Regions from separate parts of the Sus scrofa genome. Here region 1 is linked to region 2. The links are chromatin contacts, called in public HiChIP or PLAC-seq maps. All regions are on one chromosome and are shown on one strand. Each heading gives the region's core, a stretch centred on a gene start, on an enhancer-like site or on the middle of the called end of the contact. The rest is flanking DNA. Distances are from core to core; before and after follow the strand shown. Region 1 holds the start of PRELID1 (PRELI domain containing 1). Region 2 holds the start of DOK3 (docking protein 3).

Evidence for each region. HiChIP or PLAC-seq counts read pairs in DNA pulled down with a chosen protein or histone mark.
Region 1: an H3K27ac HiChIP or PLAC-seq map of alveolar macrophages shows a contact between it and region 2. The contact joins the promoter of PRELID1 here to the promoter of DOK3 in region 2. A contact is called at or near these places in 2 of 5 promoter capture datasets (fetal liver and fetal skeletal muscle), 4 of 47 Hi-C or Micro-C datasets (blood, embryonic fibroblasts, liver and 1 more) and 1 of 2 datasets of contacts at active chromatin or transcription factors (alveolar macrophages).

Annotation. Positions count from the first base shown.
Region 1 is chr2:80,641,030-80,648,202 of Sscrofa11.1, forward strand. PRELID1 (PRELI domain containing 1) reads right to left here and starts at 5,361. Exons shown (of 5, transcript NM_001244208.1): 1 at 5,064-5,361; 2 at 4,255-4,480; 3 at 1,759-1,872; 4 at 1,566-1,644; 5 at 815-1,347. The coding sequence starts at 5,155. The coding sequence ends at 1,199. RAB24 (RAB24, member RAS oncogene family) reads left to right here and starts at 5,468. Exons shown (of 8, transcript NM_001243906.1): 1 at 5,468-5,940; 2 at 6,024-6,092; 3 at 6,295-6,373; 4 at 6,479-6,546; 5 at 6,633-6,732; 6 at 6,956-7,006; 7 at 7,118-7,173. The coding sequence starts at 5,824. MXD3 (MAX dimerization protein 3) reads left to right here. Exons shown (of 6, transcript NM_001244104.1): 6 at 1-317.
Region 2 is chr2:80,438,191-80,445,582 of Sscrofa11.1, forward strand. It overlaps DOK3 (docking protein 3), which reads left to right and starts at 2,584. Exons shown (of 5, transcript XM_021084392.1): 1 at 2,584-2,747; 2 at 3,667-3,972; 3 at 5,902-6,001; 4 at 6,117-6,289; 5 at 6,406-7,294. The coding sequence starts at 2,682. The coding sequence ends at 7,080. It overlaps DDX41 (probable ATP-dependent RNA helicase DDX41), which reads left to right. Exons shown (of 20, transcript XM_021084371.1): 16 at 47-157; 17 at 321-2,747; 18 at 3,667-3,972; 19 at 6,117-6,289; 20 at 6,406-7,294. The coding sequence ends at 457.

The DNA of each region.
Region 1 (7,173 bases), core at 4,111-6,610, 210 kb after region 2:
TCCTCGCCGAGCCTCCAGGGCTGCTGAGAGTCGCCTCCTGTTGGAATGGACTAAATGGACCTTGTGTGGAAACAGGTGCTCCCCCTACCCTGCTGCTGGCTGCCGGCAGCCCCTCCTAGGACAGAGAGCCCTGCGGGGCAGGTGGCTTGGGCCCAGGCTGCCCTTCCAGGCATTTTTAGTAGCACTTGGCTCTGCTGTCCATGGGGGCAGGGAGCCTTTTGGGCCCTCACGTTCCTTCCTAGACAAGGGCCCGCCCCTGGCCTTTGCCCCACATGTACTGTTCAGTGTTTTCATTAAAAGCCCCTTTCTTAACTTCCTGTCCATGGTCTTGCCTGATGAAGATGGGGGAACTCCTAGCCACAGACAAACCAGAAAAGAGGAAATGAGATCCGCAGCCACCAGACACTGCTGACCACACTGGGCAGTGTCCCTTTGCTCCTCACAGCTTGGAGGCTGCCTCTCCCCACTTCACAGTGGGAACAAGACTGAGTGATGTGACTTGCCTGAGTTTTCAAACCAGGAAACAGTGGATTCAAGAATCAAATCAGGAGTTCCCGTCTTGCAGTGGAAATGAATATTAGGAACCATGAGGTTGCGGGTTTAATCCCTGGCCTTGCTCAGTGGGTTAAGGATCTGGCGTTGCCGTGAGCTGTGGTGTAGGTCAGAGACGTGGCCTGGATCTGGTGTTGCTGTGGCTGTGGTATAGGCCGGCAGCAACAGCTCCAGTTGGACTCCTAGCCTGGGAACCTCCATATGCTGTGGTGCAGCCCTAAAAAGACAAAAGACAAAAAAAAAAAGCTTTCTGACTCCAGACTGGGGTTGATTAAATTCAACAGTATTTATTGAATGCCTGTTATGTGCTAGATTTTGTTCCAGGTATTTGGGACACAACAGAAAATAAAACAGGTCCCTGCCCTCATCGAACTTATAGTCTAGCATTTATGACTTCACCTGGACACCATGACCATGGGCCAAGTCACTGCGCCTCTGCCTTCAGCCACGTGATGCAGGAATAAGGAGGCCCAGCTCAGGTATGGGCAATTGGCCTGGTGCGTTGGAGATGCCAAATGGGACAACACCCCCTGCCCACCACCCAAACAGCCGGGCTGGAAGTTGACTTTTAATAAGTACAAGGGGGAGAGGGCACAGGGACTGGGGCCAGTGGTCTGCTGTGCTGTCGCCCCAGGGCCTGGGCTGGCTACACAAACTGCTGCTGCTGCTGCTGCTTCTTGGTGGCTGCCTTGCTGGCAAGGTCCTTGGCCTTCTCTGTAGCTGCCAGTGCCGTCTCTTTGGCCTTCTCCTTGGCTTCCTTGGCTGTTTCAACAAGGGTTTTGGGAGGGGCCTCACCTGGAGCAGAGGGTGGGGCTGGTTCAGAGAATGCCATGAAGACCTACCTAACCACCCCCGGGACATTCACCTCCTCTGCCTCAGGCCCTGCAGGAAATACTCAGGGTCCAGATGAGTTGCAGGCGGGGCTCAGAATAGGGTGTGACAGCCCCAGGCTCCAGCCCAGTCAGCGCAGCTAGGACTTGACCCTGGCCTCTGCCTGTGCCCAGAGCGCTCACCTTGCAGCTTGGCCAAGATGTATTCAAAACCCTTCATAGTCTTGGTCACGTTGCTTTTGAACCGGGCGAGACCAAATTCCTGGCAAAACATGAGAAGGGGAAGGCTTCTGGGCTGCCCAGTGACCCCTCAGCCCCAACCCTAGGTCAAATGCCCTGGCCCCCAGAGCCCTGGTCCCCCCACAACACTGCTCACCTGCACAGCTCTGGAGACACCAAATAAGCTAGAGGAGACCCAGGCTTCCCGGCGGATTTCGGTCCAGCTGTTGTTATCAGAGTTCACACGGTAAACACATCGTTCCTCCACCACCTGTACAGTCAAGTCAGTCACAATAGTGGGAGTCTTTCACTTTGCCAGCTCGCACATAAATCTGATCCCCATTTATTCCTGGGGAAGCAATAAAGTGAAAACTGATTCCCTTTCCTTACTGTATTCCCAAGCTGCACTTCAGAAAGAGAGTAAGATGATGAAAAAAGTAACTTTGCTCTCTAATATCTTCTCTGACACTTCAAACTAAAATATGGACTCTCGGGAGTTCACGTCCTGGTGCAGCGGAAACAAATCCGACTAGGAACCATGAGGTTATGGGTTTGATCCCTGGCCTCGCTCAGTGTGTTAAGGATCCAGCGCTGCCATGAGGTGTGGTGTAGGTTGCAGATGTGGCTCTGATTAGACCCCCTAGCCTGGGAACCTCCATGTGCTGGGATGCAGCCCTAAAAAAAAAAAAGAAAAGAAAATATGGATTCTTGAGTTCCCATTGTGGCACAGCAGAAGCAAATCTGACTAGGAAACACGAGGTTGCGGGTTCGATCCCTGGTCTCACTCAGTGGGTTAAGGATCTGGCATGGCTGTGGCTGTGGCCAGCAGCTACAGCTCCGATTTGACCCCTGGGAACCTCCCTATGCCACAGATGCGGCCCTAAAAAAAATAAAAAATACGGACTCTTGAAATCAGCAGAGGGCCTTCCAGCTCCACCCTGGCTCTTTGTCTTTTTTTTTTTTTCTTTTTTCTTTTTAGGGCTGAACCCGAGGCATATGGAGGTTCCCAGGCTAGGGGTTCAATAGGAACTACAGCTGATGGCCTATGCCAGCCACACGGGATCCAAGCAAGGTCTGCGACCTACACCTCAGCTCACGGTGAAACTCTTTTTTTCTGGTCTTTTTATCTTTGTCCTTTTACATCTAGATATGTGCAGTGTTTTTAGCCTGCCTTCCACTCACTTTGGCTCTTGAGCTCTTGGCACTTCAAATAAAAGTGAAAATCTGGCCATCACCACAGCTCTCATCATCAGAGGAGGAAGTGAACCTACACTTCCAAGAGAAACACTTAAAAAACATCGCTCACAGCTGGAATGACAGAGATTTCTCAGGGCTGGGTCTTGGTAATTTACAAAGCACAGAGATAGTGCCCTCCGGGCAGTCAGCTGTGAGGCCCACAGATAACTCTGGGGCAGAGAATTAAGGTGCCTCCTCACTCGGTGACTTTATAGGATACTTCCCCTCTCTGAACCTCACTTTCTCTTTGTGCAACAGACAGTAATACCCACCTCCGTGTGTCACTGTGAAAATTAGCTGAGAAAGAGAGAGTCCTCTGAAAGCTTCCAGGGTATTCACATGTAAGAAATTACTGTAAAGCTCCTTAAACTAAACCTCAGGTTTTGCAGACGAGGCTCAGATCCCTTGTGGCGCAGCAGAAACGAATCCAACTGGGAACCATAAGGTTGCAGGTTTGCTCCCTGGCCTTGTTGAGTGAGTGGGTTAAGGATCTGGTGTGGTGTGAGCTATAGTATAGGTCAAAGACATGGCTTGGATCCTGCATGGCTGTGGTGTAGGCCGGCAGCTGTAGCTCCCATGGACCCCTGGCCTGGGAACCTCCATATGCTGTGGGTGCCGCCCTGAAAAGACAAAAAAACAAAACAAGAACTCGGCTTTTCAAGCCTTTTTCTTTTCTATCATTTTAGGGGCCACACTTGCAGCATATGGAAGTTCCCCGGCTAGGGGTTTAATCAGAGCTATAGCTGCCGGCCTATACCACAGCCATAGCAACAAGGGATCTGAGCCTCGTCTGCAACCGACACCACAGCTCACGGCAATGCCGGATCCTTAACCCACTGAGTGAAGCCAGGGATCGAACCCACATCCTCATGGGTACTAGTCGGATTCATTTCCACTGTGCCACAATGGAACTTCCTTTTTTTTTTTTTTTTTTTTTAAACAAAGCAAGAGATCAAAAGTATGTGGAGCCCTCTTCTTCTGAAATCCCTTACATAAGATAGATAAAAGACTCCCCTAGTCAACGTGGGGCAAGAGCCCCAGGTCCTCTCCCCTCTGAGGCAGAGCCAAGCCAAGGCACCATTATGGTTTGATGGATTCCTGTTTGAAAACCCTGCCTCTCTCGCTCAGCATCACTCCTATGACCCAACCTATACACTTGTCAGAAACAGTATGAATGCTCTGCATTTAGTACTTGCAACAACTCTGTAAAACAGGTGCCCCTCCTCCACTGTATGAATGAGTCAAAAGGCAGGTCCAGAGGAGCTGACCAGCTCAAAAGACAATTTGAGTTTGCATTCTAGAGCCATCACTCCTCAGCAATCCATATCTACTTGGATTGCAGAAACTCCTTCGTGGCTCCCTAGTCACATGTACCTGCAGCTCTCTACTTTTGAGGGGACCGAGAGAGGGGTCTCACCATCAGCCGGGCGTGGTTGATGTTCCAGGTGAAGGTGGTCATGGTCTGGTTCTGTGGGTCCACGATAGAATCCTCCAGGATGTACACTGAGTGAGCAACATTGGCAGGAAACAGTCGCTCAGCCCAGCGGGGCATCCTGTTTGTCTTGGTCAGGAGTCGCCGGGACAGGAGCTTCTGGTCAGGGGTCACTTCCCGGTGCACTATGTCTTCCGTCAAGACATGTTTGCTGCAGGTGTCAGGGTGAAGGTGACCCTCAGAAGGCTGGCCCTAAGACACTGCTTGTTGGGGTTCCCATCTGGAGCCTCCAAGCCCAGAAACGCCATGCCTTTCCCCAGACCTGCTGTGTGACCTGTATTGTGGCTCAGACCTAACTATGAGCCTATCCCAGGGCAAATTCCAACTCCCGCCCCTTCGCTGACCTGGATTTCGGGGCCTCCCAACAGGGCTGGACTTCATGATTTATTGCACCACTGGAGAGAGTCACAGGCAGAGTAGAAGGCAAGCGCCCGGACTTCCAACCCCAAGATCCCTCCCCAACTCCTGTGCCGCCGCCTTTTCCTGTTTCACCATCCTGCGATGAGAGAACCTTAGACTTGAACCTCAAGTAAACCACTACCCAGACCCAGCCTTCTTCTAGTACCTTGCAGGCCTAGCCTAGCCGCTTCACCGATAGGGTCGTTTTGCCCTAAACATGGCCCCGGTTCCGGCGATGCCCCCACCTCAGACTCGAAGTCGAGTCTTTCCTGGCCCCCTACAATCCAATCTCCAAAAAGCAAGGTGGGAAGGTACCTCTTTATAGGGCCACGTACCTATAGGGATTCGGGTACCGCTGCCAGAAGGCAGCAAACACTTGGTCCCAGGAACTCCGGAGCACGCTCTGGCCCAGGAAATACTTCACCATCGTCCCGGCCGGGGCGGGCTCAGCACCCGCGCAGCATCAGCCGTGCGGCGCCCGGGGCGGGGGGCAAGCGGAGGCTAGGCTGGAGCTCTTTGCCCGGCTACCAGGCTAGGAGGTCAGTCACCACTGTGCCGCGCCCAACCAGCCACAGCCGCCGCCATGAGGAATTATCAGGCTGCGCGCCACTTCCGGCGCAGTCTCGCAGAATCCACCTCTTCCGGCGCCTGCCCATGTGACCCAGAGGTTCCGCCCCTACACCCCCTCCCACCCGGCGCCGGAATCGCGGCGCTGCGGGCTGGAGGCAGGTTGAAGGGTCTTCCAGCCTCCGTAGGGAATCCGTGCCCCAGCGGCCTTTAAGCCAGGCGGGCAAGTGAGTCGTAGCGCAATCGAGCGAGCTGGGCGGCGGCGTGGCGCCGTTGAGGGCGCTACCCCGCGCGCTCCTAGGCCGCCCCGGGTCCTGGGCTCCTCGAAGGAGGATCAGCGCCCGGGGCTGAAGAGCGGGGGCGTAGGGAGGCTCTGCCGTCGTTCAAGCTCGTAGCGGCGTCTGGAGCCGGAGGTTGGCGCCTGGGGTCGGGAACTGAGTCTTGGGCGCTGCTCGCCGGAGCGGAGATCCGGGTTTGCCCCCTGCCCCCCGCTCAGGACCGAGACGCGGGTGAGGCGACCCTGGGAGCATGAGCGGGCAGCGCGTGGACGTCAAGGTGGTGATGCTGGGAAAGGAGTACGTGGGCAAGACCAGCCTGGTGGAGCGATATGTGCACGACCGCTTCCTGGTGGGGCCCTATCAGAACGTGAGTGCGCCCGGCTGGGCCCCTGGCGGGTGGGAGGGGGCTAGCCCGCACCCACGTCCCTGATCGTTTCTTTCTGGTTGCAGACCATTGGGGCCGCCTTCGTGGCCAAGGTGATGTCCGTGGGGGACCGGACGGTGACTTTGGGTATTTGGGTAAGTTCTCTGGGCAAGTTGTTCTGGGAAAACCTATTCCTAAGGAGGCGTAGGTTCTGTCAGTAGACTGATTTGTAGCCTCTTAGAGGCCATTTCTCTTCTCTAGACCCCAGCTTAAAAACGGGGGTCTGGAGGATGTGGTATTAGTTTGCAGTCTTGATCAGTAACTCAGGCCAGCGCTGAGCCTCCCCCTGCCCTTCAGGACACAGCAGGCTCTGAGCGCTATGAGGCCATGAGCCGAATCTACTACCGGGGCGCCAAGGCTGCCATCGTCTGCTATGGTAAGGAGGGATTTGGCCTGTTTCTGGAATAAGGGGTGGGTGCCAAACTGGCCTTACAGAGCAGCCCCTGACCCTTGGTTGTGTTTTCCTGTGTCCCATACCAAGACCTGACAGACAGCAGCAGCTTTGAACGGGCAAAGTTTTGGGTGAAAGAACTGCGCAACCTAGAGGAGGTAGGTGCCTACACCTCACCAGACCAGGCAGGGGCTAGGGGCCTGGTGGTCCAGGGGAAGGACCCTGACCTTGTTTTCTGCTCCAGGGTTGTCAGATCTACTTATGTGGCACCAAGAGTGATCTGCTGGAGGAGGACAGAAGGCGTCGACGTGTGGACTTCCACGACGTCCAGGACTATGCAGACAGTAGCTGTTCCTTGGTTCCTTGGGTGTGGGGGAAGGAAGTGGCTGCTTGCTTGGGTCAAGAAAATAGGGGCTGCCTTGGCTACCAACAGCAAGATCCCTGTGGGAAGCCTTTCACTGACCTTGAATCTCTGGGGTCCAGAAGATTCCCTGTACTGCTGGCCTTCCCCTTTGTCAGTGCGCACCCAGTTCTCAGGTATGAAGCTTCAGTCACTTCTCTTTACAGATATCAAAGCTCAGCTCTTTGAAACATCCAGCAAGACAGGCCAAAGCGTGGGTGAGTGTTGGCCAGGACTCACAGCAAAACAGGCAGGGGCAACAAAGGAGGCAGAAAAGAGCCTAGAGTGCTGGGTTATTGGTCCTCAATGATCACTCTTTTTCCTGCCAGACGAGCTCTTCCAGAAAGTGGCAGAAGATTACGTCAGTGTGGCTGCCTTCCAGGTG
Region 2 (7,392 bases), core at 1,334-3,833:
TGCAGGGCCCAGGGCTGGACCTGATGGCTCCCTGCTACCCCAACAGATGAGTCAGTGCTGATGGACCTCAAAGCCCTGCTGCTGGAGGCCAAGCAGAAAGTTCCACCTGTGCTGCAAGTGCTACACTGTGGAGACGAGTCCATGCTGGACATTGGAGGTGATGTGGGGTGGGAGTCTGGTGGGGGTGTGAGGGGAACACCACGGGACAAGTCCATGCTGCCCCTCAGTGCACTGTGGGTCTGGTGGGAGGGCTGAGGTTTAGGGCATGGTACCTGGCCCCATCACCATGCTGACCCTTGGCCCATGCCCCATGCCCCCAGGAGAGCGTGGCTGTGCTTTCTGTGGGGGCCTGGGCCATCGGATCACTGACTGCCCCAAACTCGAGGCTATGCAGACGAAGCAGGTTAGCAACATTGGCCGCAAGGACTACCTGGCCCACAGCTCCATGGACTTCTGAGCCAGGTGTCATCCGCCCTTCTCTCCAAGGGGCCTCCATCCCTGGGGCTCCATCCGCCTCCCCAACACGCCAGCCCCATGAACAAGACATTGGCATCTTTGGCCCAGCTGGCCTGGGTTGGGCCAGGCTGGACCTGGCTACCTGCTCCCTGTGCTCCCTGGAATTACTATTTTTGCTCCCCTTTACCCTAGCTACGATTAAAGCACAAGCCTTTCTGGTCTCAGCCTCTGTTTCACCTCCTTTTCTCCCTGCTTCCTGGGGAGGCCTCACCCACTGACCTCCAGAGCCTCTCTGAGGTAGGGCCTTGGCGTCTCCCACCAGCACCACCAATAGCCAGCCTGCTGGTACTCAGTGTGGAAGGAACTGCCTAACTGGGCCCCTCTCTGGGGACCGAGGGGATCTCCTCCAGGCTACCTGGACTCATGACTCAGGAAAGGACTACATTGGTGGACCAAGAGGAAATGGTTGGGTTTTTCTGATCTCTCTGGTTGGCTGTTATAACCTCCAGCCCTGCCCCAACCTCCCTCTTGTCAGTGTCTCAAGCTCTTGGGGCTTTTCCCAGGGGCCTCTTGGGAGGCGACTTCCTGCCTCAGGCCCCTACCCATGCAGGCTTTCAGTAGGGAACCCTCTGCTCCATTTGCTGAGGGGGAAGCAGATGCCACAGGATTCAGGCCACAAGCACCCACTGACCCAGCTCTGTGCCCAGCTATGAGTGGGGCTCAGGACCCAGATGAGCCAAGCAGATGCCCTCTGAGAAGTTCACAGGTAAGGGGACAGACAGATCAGCCTTGAATGAACATGGACTGTGGTCATGAGACTGCTGGCATATGAGCCAGGATTTCAACATCTGGCAAGGGGTAGGCAGAGAAAAGCGCTGGCAGCAGCTCCTCTGTGCCTGGTACTTCATGTATGAGGCCACAGGGTTATCCCAGCAGGACAGCAGTTGCTCAAGCCTTGGGCAAGTTACTTAATGTTTCTGAGCCTTGATTTCCTCATCCTTGAACTGGCAGTGAGAATGCAAAGGACATGGTATCTGAGGCTGCTGGAGCTCGCGACTGCCTGGGCCACAGTGGGCACAAAGCCAGTGAACAGTGCCCTAGGAAAAGATTTCCTGCCTGAGAAACTACAAACCCCACATGTGCTACCCCCCCACCCCCCTGCAAAAGAAAACCAGTATTCTTCAACCTATTAGATGTTCCTTGGCAAAGGTGGCACTGAATGAATGCCATGAGGCTGTCCCCAGAATCCAGGTCCTCCCACAAGCCCCGGCCCCAGGCTCCCCCAGCAAGAAGCAAAACTTAAAAAGCGTGTGAGCTCTCTAGGGGGCCTGCTAGGGGTGTGCCACACACGCTCACGTGGCTGGGGCCCAGTCATGGGGACTGAGGCCTTTGTGCTCTCAGACAGCGTGGCAGTCAGGGGAGGGCTCCTGGAGGAAGAGACCCCAGTGTGCCAAGCAGCCCAGGGGTGAGAGGTGCCCTGGAGGGGCCAGGCTAGGGGAGGTGGAGACCAGAACACACAGCACCTTGAGTGCTGGGCCAAGGAATCCAAGCTAGACCCAAGGGCACTAGGAGCCAGAAAATGTTTAGGGAGGGGAAACACGAGTAGGTTTGGGGTTGGTGGAGAGGTCCGGGTGGGCCCAGGTGGGGCCATGGTTCAAAGGAGAAATGCCAAGGCTGGCAATGGGCAGGGGCTGTGAAAATGGGGAGGAGCAAGAGAGTATTAGAACCCTTTCCGGGATAAAGACAAGCAAACTAACCAGGACTCCAAGTGGGAAAGCACAGAGTTTGCCTGTCTGGCTAGAGAAAGGTCCTGGAGGGCACAGGGTGGTGGGAATGCCAGGCCCCTGTGTACGGAAGAGCTCCTGCATGGGGGAGGGGTCAGAGCTCATGACTCGAGAGCCAGCTTGTGGTCAGATGTTCACACCCAGCTGACCTGGGCTGGCACGGGTCATCTGCCCTCGGGGGGGGGGGTCTGAGGCCCCTGCCAGGCACTAGTGGGCACCTTGGGTCAGCTTGAACCCCAAGGAAGGAGTATGTGATGCCCTCTCCCCCCATCCTAGCTCCTTTACTGCAGGCAGGGCTCCCCTCCCCCCAGCCCTGCAGCTGCCTCTCTGGACAGAGGGAGGGGGAAGTGGCCAGAAGGGGAAGTATAAGGAGTTCCCCTCCGGCCTGTCACCAGTCTCCTCAGGCCCTCAGAGTGGCGGCCCTGAGTCCCGGCCACGGCCATGGAGCCTCTAGAGACCCCCATCAAGGATGGCATCCTCTACCAGCAGCAAGTCAAATTTGGCAAGGTGGGGACCCTGGCTGCCAGGCAGCTGCCTAGGACAGGTGGTGGGCTTCCGCCCCTGCCCACAGGGACCTGGGAGGGTGGGGGAGGGAGTCAGGCTCCGGGAGCCAAACCGGGTGTGGGGGAGTGGGACAGAGCCCGTTCCTGTCCTCAGCCCAGCGTGGGGCTGAGGGAGTGCTTTTGAGACCCTGCCTCATTACAGACGGGAGCGAGAGTGGGGAGGGTCTAAGAATACAACCTTTGGGGCAGGGCAGAACCCAGGGGCTGGCTAATCCAACAGCCTTCCATCCCAACTACTAGTGACACCGAGGCCCCCTCAGGAGGTCTGCGGGCTGAGCTGGAGGAGCTCCCCACCTCCAGGATAGAACCCCATCCTTCAGAAGAGGGCTCAGCTCCTCCCAGCCCTGTCCTGGGGTAGCAGGCACTGCACACCCTCAGCTCAGCTGCAGCTGCTGCCCAGGCAGATAAACCGTCTGTTTCCTTTGCTCGGTATTATTTGCATGTTTCCTTCCTTGCCATCATGAGACTGAGGCCTCCTGCCTGCCCCAGCCTTGTCCTGTGGTCCAACTGACCTTTTCTTTGTGGGGGCTGGGCATCAACATAACTGTCAGGTGCCATGCTCCAGCCACTAGATAACTTTATAGACATTACCCAGTACAAGTCCTAACCCTGTGTTCTCATGGCCTTTGGAGAGACGAGGACTCTAGTGCCTATGGGGATCACAGGAAAGCATGGGGTGGATTTGAACCCAGGATTGAATGACCCCAAACACAGACTCTTCCCCTTGCCAGGCTGGCTCCAGAAAGACACCTGCTGCCTGAGGAGGTGGGGGAGGCAGAGGCCAGTGTGGGTGGCCAGTTGGCTGAGCGGCTTGTGCTGGGCTGAGCTGCAGGGAGCCCCTTCCCCATCTTTGTCTCCCGCAGAAGTCTTGGCGGAAGATGTGGGGTCTGCTGTATGCGGGAGGCCCATCAGGCGTGGCACGGCTGGAGAGCTGGGAGTTTCGGGATGGTGGCCTGGGGCCAACAGGTGACAGGTCTGGGGGGCCCAGCCGGCGGGGGGAGAGGCGGGTCATCCGCCTGGCCGACTGTGTGTCCGTGCTGCCGGCTGATGGTGAGAGCTGTCCCCGGGACACCAGCGCCTTCCTGCTCACCACCACGGAGCGAAGCCACCTGCTGGCTGCACAGCACCGCCAGGAGTGGATGGACCCCATCTGCCAGCTGGCCTTCCCGGTGAGCACAAGGCAGGCGGGCAGGGACTCTGGGGGCTGGCCAGGGAGACCACCTCACCCGACCTGGTTCATCTCCGTGCTCACTCATATCCTGTCACTCAGCAAGCACCTGCCAAGCCCCTACAAGCCTGGGAAACAGCGCAAGCCCACATTACAAGTCTTAGATGACCACACGTGCTTTGGAGAAAATGAGAGGCTGGATGGAACCAGAAGTGACGGGGGACGTTAGACAGGATGGTCCAGGAAGGCTTCTCAAGGGAGGAGAGGGCACCTCAAGGACAAATAACCCCCCAGGCAAAGATCTGAAGACAGAGTGTCCTAGACCCAGGTCTGAGGGGTCTCCTAAACAGACGGAGCGGCATGGGCAAGGGCTCTTTGACAGGGAAAAGCCTGGTGTTCAAGAGGCAGAAGGGCAAGTGTGGCTGGAGGATAAAGGGGGCTGATGCCAGGAAGAGGCAACAGTGGAGAGTTTGGTGGGAGCCCAGCTGAAACTGCCTTGGGCCAGATGTAGAGTTTCTGGTTTTATTCCAAGGGAGTAGAGAAACCTTTGGGGAGTTGGACCCAGAGACTGAGCTTAACAGGGTCTGTGATGGACCAAAAGGAAATGAATGGCGGTTCCTCAAAAATTAAACAGAGTTACCATATGACCCAGCAATTCCACTCCTGGGCATTTATCCAGGAGAACTGAAACAGGTGTTCAAACAAAACTTGTACAGGAATCTTCAGAGCAGCATTATTCACACTAGCCCAAAGATGCAAACAACCCAAATGTCCATCAACTGATGAATGGATAAACCAAATGCGGTTTATCCATGCAACAGAACATCACTTGCCCATGAAAAGGAATGAAGCAGTGACACATGCCATGACATGGATGGACATCGAAAACATGCTAAATCAGAGAATCCAGACGCTAAAGTCTTCACATTGTATGATTCTATTTACATGAAATAGCCAGAACAGACAAATCCATAGCAATGGAATGCAGGTTAGTGGTTGCGGGGTGTTGGGGAGAGGGGAGAATGGAGAATGACAGCTAATAAGTACGGGGTTTCCATTTGTAGTGAAAAGGTTCTAAATTATACTCTTTCTTTTTAGGGCCCATGCCTGCGGCATGTGGAAGTTGCCCAGCCAGGGATTGAACCCATGCCACAGCAGTGACCATGCCAGGTCCTTTAGCTGCTGAGCCACCAGGGAACTCCCTGTACACTTTAAAGTGGTTAAAATGATAATTTTTGTGTTGTGTATTTTACCACAACTCTTTTTTTTTTTTTAAAGGACAAAGTTCCTTGGTAGTCTAGTGGTTAGAATTTAGTGCTTTCATTGCTTTAGCCCGACTTCAACCTTTGGTCTGGAAACTGAGATGCCACATTAAGTCGCTGCATGCTGTGGCCAGAAAAAAAAAAAGAAAGAAAAAAGGAAATAAGCAAGACAAGGAGACTGGTAGGGGGACTGCCTTTGCCTTTGACCCTGACCATAGCCCCATGATCAAGGTGGTCATGATGGAAATGCTCAAGGTCAGAGCCCAAAGGATGCCAGAGGAGATGGGGAAAGAGGCCTGGGGAGGAACATGTAGCCATTCACTCATGGGTCCCAATCTTAAACTCCCACGCCTTTACTGCTCCAAGCTGTCAGGGACACACCCATGCTGGCCCAGTCCCCGGCCAACCTCAAGGGAGATGAAGGGCATCCTGTGTGCCCTCTGCTTTACAGCTCTTAGCACCCTCAAGGGGTAACTAGTGGGGATTGCAGGTAAGGAAGCAGTCTCTGATAGATGCCCAGGGTCGTGCAGGGTTGTTGGGGGCTGAACTGGGACTGGTCACCAGTGTGCCCTTGCTTGTTGCAGAGTCCTGGGTTTCAGACCCCAGGGAAAGGATGTGGGAAGAGGAGCGGGTGGAACTCTAACCTCTGACCTTGTCCCATTCCCCAGGGCACAGGGGAGAGCTCCTCAGGATCAGGGGAGGCGGAGGCTCCCAAGAGGGACCGGGTTCCCATGGAGGAGAACTCCATCTACTCCTCCTGGCAGGAATGTGAGTTGGGAGGTACAGGGGCAGGGTCAGTCCCAGCCTACCCCGGGCTGGGATCTTGTGGGGGGCGCCGGACCCCGAGGGCTATGCTTACGCCCTCACCGCCCCCTGCCTGCAGTGGTCGAGTTTCCGGTGGTGGTGCAGAGGACTGAGGCCGCGGCCCGCTGCCAGCTGAAGGGGCCCTACCTCCTGCTGCTGGGCCAGGACTCCATCCAGCTGAGAGAGCCCCCCAGCCCCCAGCCGCTCTACACCTGGCCCTACCGCTTCCTGCGCAAGTTCGGCTCCGACCAGGTGAGGTGCTGGGCGGCCGCCCCATCGGTCCTGAGGGGAAGGGTGGCGGGTGGCGGGGTGGCGCTGGGCGGCGGGTGGCCCCGCAGCCGCTGACGCCGCGTGCCGCCCATGCCCAGGGTGTGTTCTCCTTTGAAGCCGGCCGCCGCTGCGACTCGGGCGAGGGCCTCTTCGCTTTCAGCAGCCCCCGCGCCCGCGACCTGTGCGGAGCCGTGGCTGCCGCCATCGCCCGCCAGCGGGAGCGACTCCCGGAGCCGGCGGGGCCTCGTCCCTGCCCCCTTCCCAGGGCCACCTCCCTGCCCTCGCTGGAGCCGCCTGGGGAGCTGCGGGAGGTGCCTCCGGGGACCGAGGCGCCAGGCTTCCGGAGGGTGCGCGAGGCCGAGCCCGGGCCCCAGAGCCTGCCCCCACTACTGGGCCACGCGGCCGCTGACGAGCCGGTGCTCTATGCCTCGGTGTGCAAGCGGGCGAGCGGGCCCCCGACCGCCGCCCACCACCTGTACGAGAACCTGTGCATGCTGGACGCCGGCGGCCCAGAGCAGGAGGCCCGGGGCAGCAGCAGCATCCCCGCCAGCCCCATCTACCACAACAGCCAGGACCCGGGTTGGCCCGGGCAGGCCCTCGACCCCAGCCTGGAGGCTCAGTACCGGAGGCTGCTGGAGCTGGATCTGGCAGACCACAGCGAGGACGCCGGGGGCCTGGGCCATCCTGGCCTCCACTCTGGCTTCAAGGCCAAGCTGGTGACCCTGCTGAGTCGTGAGCGGAAGAAGGGCCCGCCCCCCTGCGACCGGCCCTGACTGAGGCTTGTATGTGGCAAGAGGAGAGAAGGGCACTATCCCTGGACTAGAGGGCGCACCCACAATGGACATCTGAGGACACACCCCCACATTCACTCTGGCCTGGGCCCCTATGGCAAGGCAGGAAGCCGGGGGGAGGACACCCTCACATGCCCCGCAGGGCCCCCAGTGTATAGTGTACAGATTTGCTGATAATAAAACCTTTAGGTTCCCATCTCGGTCCTACCTCATTGTCCACAGTCTGTACCTCCTGGCTAGGGCTCCTGGCAGTGGCACAAACTCGTCCACACGGACCCTCAGTCACAGGTGTTG